2 separate regions of the Zea mays genome follow, and region 1 is linked to region 2. The links are chromatin contacts, called in public Hi-C maps. All regions are on one chromosome and are shown on one strand. The core of a region is the stretch at or near the end of the contact, and the rest is flanking DNA. Distances in the headings are between cores, read along the strand shown.

Evidence for each region. A called contact is a pair of places that touch in the nucleus more often than the background predicts.
Region 1: a Hi-C map of leaf shows a contact between it and region 2, with 5 times the contacts expected there. The contact joins the promoter of LOC100382025 here to the promoter of LOC103632020 in region 2. A contact is called at or near these places in 2 of 25 Hi-C or Micro-C datasets (leaf and leaf mesophyll).

The regions. Positions count from the first base shown.
Region 1 is chr7:10,706,417-10,709,421 of Zm-B73-REFERENCE-NAM-5.0, reverse strand. LOC100382025 reads right to left here and starts at 1,390. Exons shown (of 2, transcript NM_001174790.1): 1 at 767-1,390; 2 at 1-683. The coding sequence starts at 1,156.
Region 2 is chr7:10,522,781-10,526,008 of Zm-B73-REFERENCE-NAM-5.0, reverse strand. It overlaps LOC103632020 (ABC transporter F family member 4), which reads right to left and starts at 1,751. Exons shown (of 2, transcript XM_023300575.2): 1 at 1-1,751. The coding sequence starts at 1,486.

The DNA of each region.
Region 1 (3,005 bases), core at 141-2,640, 180 kb before region 2:
TCCGCCGTCGGGAATGCCGTCGTCGCCGGGCGCCTTCGGCTTCTCGCCGAACCGCGGCTCGAACACGCCGGAGAAAGCGGGAACCGGCGTCGCGAGCGCCGGCGTCTCGTCCGGGCCGCCGCCGCCGCCGCTGCGGGCGTGCGGGGACAGCCACTTGGCGCGCATGTACTCGTGCTTGCGCCACGGCGGGAGGTGGAGCCCGCGCTTGCGGAGGCTCTGCCGCGCCGCGTCCGCCACCACGGCCACCACCCGGCCCAGCCGCTCCGGGGTGCCCACGAACAGCGGCGGCAGCGCCTGCAGCGCCGCGCGGTACGCCTTGGTGGGCCGCGCCACCTCGAACTCCGCCCGGAAGTCCACCTCCACCACGAGGCGGACGCGGACGCCGTCCGTCGCCCCGGGCTCCGCCTCCGCCACCACCGCGTCGATGTACTCGTGCTCGCCGGCCGGGTGCGAGGGGGCCTTGTCCCACCGCGACGTGCACACCGCCGCGTCGTACCCGAGCGCGCGGAGCCCGTCCGCCACGGCGCGCCGGGCGTCCGCCTTCTTCCGCCCGCAGCGCTCCGCGATCCGCGACGCGTCCGCCAGGAGGTTCCGCTCCGCCGTGCTCGCGCACTGCACCAGGCCCTGCGTGCGAGAAGGAACGGGGACGGAAGGCGGAAAAGAAGGGGAGGAAGAAGAAATAACTGGAAATCAGTTCTTGACCACTGGACGGACGGTGAGCGACTTGGGAGGCGACAGCAGCTGAATCGGGGACAAAAGACGGTACCTTCAGCAGCTCCAAGGCGTCGCCGCCCGCGGCCGGCGCCGCGGCGGGCGCGGAGGCGGAGGGCAGGAAGTCGAAGTCCTCGTCGTCGCTGCCGTCCTGATGGTTGCCGTTAAAGCAGTTGCCGCACCGCCCGCGCGACGGCCGCTCCACGGCCGCGGAGGACTCCTCCATGAAGCTGAGCACCATCTTGTCCAGCCCCACCGACCCAGCCTCCGCCTCCCCTCCCCTCTCGTCCTTCTCTCTCTCCTTGCCGTCCCCAGCTGCCAGCCGCTCGGCCGGGGTCACCCGCACCATCAGCCTCCGGAACATCGACACCCTCGCCGTCGCCGGCGCAAACGGACTGCCGTCGATCGTGCCCTGCTGGTTCTTCACCGGGAACCGAAACGTCATCGATGACCGCCACTTACAGCACCGCCGCCGCACCCTCCCTCCCCCTTCGTTCCCCTCTCCAACCAACCACAACCACCGTCCTCACTCGGCAACCAAAACATGAATGGCGCGTGCGGCGTGCCCTGCCTATTACGACCAAACAAGCGCTACAGTATACGCCGTCTTACTTGTGCCCCAAAGGAGGCTCGCCGGCGGTGTTCATCTCCGGCGGTTCGTGTTCCCTTCTTGTCTTCGGAGACGAGAACGGAGACGGAGGAGTGGGACAGTGAGGTGCCCCGCAAGGTCTTATAAAGAGTGAGTGGCCCTGGCCTGTATGCTGTATGGCGGATGGGGGTGGGTGACGTGGACGGTGTGTGGGCCCGTAGAGTACGTGGTAGGCGGTGTGGGGGCAGGGGAAGGACGACGTTGACAGGTGGGCCCGAGCGGTGGGTCACTGTGTCGTTGCCCTTGTTGGGAGGGGGACGGAGGACTCCGTGGGCGAGGAGTGAAGTGACGGGTTTACCCCTGACTGTTGGTTGGGATAAGCCATCTGTACAAGTTACAACTTACAACTGCTGCATAGGGAGGGGTGGATCCGTAGTTTTCGTATGAAAGGTCGATTTCAGCATGAAATGGCAAGTTTGCCCCTTTGGAGTTTACCCTTGTTTCTGCTGCCCGTGGTTTTGTGCGACAAAAGTTAGAGGTGTGTACTTTACTTTTGATGTAAATAAATTAGCTTTGGTATTCCAGCTTTCAACCATAAATCGGTTTATACAGGACATAGACCCCATATTTATTAAACAGGGAAATTTACAAGATACACTGTATTAGACATTGATGGAAAACAACATGGCCAACAACAACTACAATCATAACAATTTTAGAATTTACAGGTTAACATGAATAGATGGTTTGATATTCGTGCATTGGCAAACCGCAACAAGTCCAATGTTAATTGACCTTCTATTTAATGTAGTACTACATCGACTACGTCGTATTTGGTTCTTTCTTGTACATATCATATTAACGGTTAATATTAGGTTGCTTCACTCATAATGTTAGCACAACATAAGATCTCTTGACACATACAAAGAACAGTCTCAACGCGTTAATGTAGTAGTACTAGATTGATTACGCTATGCTCAGTTCCTTGCTCGATAAGAAATGTCGTAATTATTATTTGACTAATAATGTTAGCACAATAGAAGATTTCCCTATATATAGTGGACAATGTAAGAGTAGTGTCAATGCGTTGAGTGGAATATATTCATGGTATTAACTATCCTTCCATATACTATATAGGGATGTCCGGATGTGGTGAGTGTTATTCAAGACAGAGAGAGAGAGAGATTGCTTCTCCGTAAAGGAATCGTCTCAACATATCCTCTAATGAATGAAGAAATCAACGAGATACGCGTTGGGTGGAAAGCGTGGTTTCTTCACGTGTTTTGTGAGGACAACCATCAAACCATCGCCCCAAATTCGTCGTTGCTAGTAGCGCATCGGGTCTATCACGAAAGAGGTCGAGAAGAGGAGATACGCTCACCTTTGAGCTTAGCCCGTTGTCGTCGGATGTGTCGCGTGAGGTGTGTAGAGAGGAGGAAAAAGAGAGGATTGTGGCACTCTACGTCATCGACGCGAATCTAGGCCTCACCGTGTCGGTCAAAGCCTCACGCTCTAGCGTCCAAGCCACCGAAACGGATTTAGGGATAGAGAAAGAGATTTATTATTAAACCTATCAGATGTTACACGCATATATACCTTGTATATTAAGTGATGTGGTTTCTAAAAAAGTGTAACCCTATTGATATGATAAGTATGAGGCGAAGAGAAATTGCAACAAGCTGTGTGCTAGGGCAAGGATGAGCTT
Region 2 (3,228 bases), core at 502-3,001:
TACCAGGGTAGCTAAACCCTACCTCAATGAGCTGAAGGAGAGGTGGTGTGAGCTCTGTAGGCTCTGGGAAATGGAACTCAACACTGTAGTCACGCCACTTCCGCGGCACAGCTACCTGTTTCTGGTCATCATCGTCATCTGCAGCACTCTTCCCTTTCCCCTTGTTCTTGGCGGCCTCTTTAGCAGCCTTTGATAGCGCCTGGCCCTTAACCTTATCCTGTGCGGCCTTGCTCCCAGACTTCCTGGCCGCTTTCATCTGCTTCTCATACACCTCGAACTTTCGGTTCATCTCCTTCCTTTTCTGCTCATACCCACTCTCAAAATCATTAAAATTTCCACGGTACACATGAAGACTTTTATCATGCAAGTGTATGATCTCATTGCACACTGTATTCAGGAAGTCACGGTCATGGGAAACAACAATCAATGTCTTCTTCCACTGGGAGCACAAGTATTCCTCCAGCCATAGCACAGCGCGCAGATCCAGGTGATTAGTCGGCTCATCGAGCAGCAGCAGAGTTGGCTGCATGAAGAGCGCACGGGCAAGCGAAATACGCATCCTCCAGCCACCACTGAAGGACTTTGTGGATCTGGCCTGCATCGCCTGATCAAACCCCAGCCCCGCAAGAATCTTGGACGCTCGGGCACGGGCGACGTCAGAGCCCACGAGATTCAGCTTCTCATACACCTCCACAAGCCGCTCGTTGTCATCAGCATCATTAGAGGCCTCAAGCCTCGCCTGCTCGGCCTGGAGGGCGGTGAGCTCCTCGTCGGCGGCGACCACGGCCTCGAGGGCCGAGCGGTCATCGCCGATGATCTCCTGCTCGACGAGCAGGACATCGATGTTCCGCGGCACGGGGACCTGGCGCCAGGCCAGGAGCTTGAGCAGGGTGGACTTGCCCATGCCGTTGGGGCCGACGAGGCCGTACCTGCGGCCGTGCGAGATCCGGAGGGAGGCGCTCTTGAGCAGCTCCTTCCCGCGCGCGGAGACGGAGAAGTTCTCGAGCACGACGTCCCTGACGTTGTCGTCGACGGTGCCGTCGGCGGCGGAGGAGCCCGGGACGCGCGCGCCGATGACGACGGAGAAGGCGTCGCGGTCGTCGCGCAGCGCCTCCTGCCTGGCGGCCTCGGCGGCTGCGGCCGCCACGGCCTCGCGCTTGTCCTTCTTCTTGGCGTCCTTGTGCGACGGCGCAGCGCCGGCGCTGAGGTCGACGGCGGCGCGGGCCGGCTTGGGCTTGGCGGCGGCGAGCTGGGCCTCCTCTTGGTCCTCGTCGTCGGAGGGGGGCAGGTCGATGTCGCCCATGTACGAGGACGCCGGCGCCTTGGAGGGCTTCGCCTTGGCCTTGGACGGCGCCGCCGACTTGGAGGACTTGGGCTTCGCCGCGGGGGCGTCCATGGAGGCGAGCATGGCTGACACCGACATAGGTTTCTCCTTTTTCCCGCCGCCGGCGGCCGCGGAGGAGGACGAGGTGTCCTTTCTTCCCATGGTGGTGGTGGTGGCAGCGGCGGCGTCGTGGGATGGGGGAATTTGGGTTTGGCTTAGGGCCAGGGGAGTAAAGTAGATCGGGGATTTTTGTGGACCGGAGGATTTTGGATATACGAGGGGTCGAGGGGAGGAAAAAGGAGATCGGACGGTTGGTCCGGCCCGTCTCGGACTCCGATTTACGGATGGCAGGTATGGATATATACAAATAATCGTAGATATAGTTATTTATCTATTGAATATAGTTATAGTTAGATTTGTTATCCATGAGTATGGCTATAGATATAATAAAGTATTTATGGATAATTTTTTTTATGCATGTGTATCCAGTATCTAAACAAAGCTAGCTAGAGGGGATAACTCAACTAAAATTTGTTTGATCAATTCACTAATTTACACCAAATTACTAGATCAGTCATAGACGATGATATGAAAAAGATCCATAGATTGGCCATAACAAAATTGGCCAGACAATTAAAATTTGATAAGGAAGAAAATGCAGAGGGGTAGAAGAGGATGACAATGACAAGCAATAAAAGTATCATTTTTTTACATACTATATAGTTTTATTTTTTGCATTTATTTATTTTGTTTGAACTATATTTTTTCTTGATTATATGACCAGATGATTTTTCCAGTAAAATATCATATTTTATTTTAAATAAAAATTCTTAAAAGAACTGATATGGTGTCGGGATGAACATGAGGTGAAGGTAAAGTAGAACGTTGCCATATATAAGGGCTAATGACGATCGATATCACGGTACTAACATAATCGGTACCGGAACCAGCCTTGTCGTCGTGGGTGCACGCACACACCTTCGCCCCTATTTGAATAAAAGCATGAAAATAAGATAGCAAGCTAGGTTTGCACAATATAAACCCCAGAGGAAGAAATCAGAGAATCAATTGTATGGTTTAGTTAAATCCTAAAGTTATATTTTGATAATAACTGACACATCATTCTATCTATACTGTTTCATGTGCATTGCTGCGCAGTTTTTTTTTTAAAAAAGTTATATTTGTTATAGATATGGCATTACTATATAGTATCCTAGCTACTATGTACATATATTAGCTTGGTTGCATGTTATTTCGTTGCACATATCTTGTAAAAATCGGTAAGCTAATAAAATATTAGGTTATATTTTGGAAGGATAGGATGATAAAACAAATAAAACATGCAGATAACTTATATGTATTGCATATAGGTTCTGTTTGGTACAGCTTATTTTTAGCTTCTTCACAAATTTAAGCCGAAGTTCTGTCAAACAGACAGCTTCTGCAGCAGCTTATCAGTTAACATATTTCTCAAAATAAACTAAAAGCAGCCAATAAGCATAAGCTGCTTTTTACTAACTTATCAGATAAACTGCTTTTTCAACAAACAGCAGTTGTGCCAAACAGGGCCATAGTAAGATGACACGGAGTTTTTTGTAATCAATAAAAGGATGGCATGCATACTTTTTATTAAAGAATGAATGAGCATATAGATTTATCTATATCTATTTCTATATCACTATTAATCCACTAGTTTGGTCATCCAAACCAAACGAGCCTCATCTATAACCTCCACTAAATCTTCCAAATAAATTACATTTAGATTTAACACACCACCAAAACCAACAATTCAAATTATTGGATAATATTATCTCTCTTACTCACTCAAAATCAATAAACAATATTATTTAAATCATATCACATCTCTCTCATCTTCCTCATCTACGACTCCACCACCTCTAGAT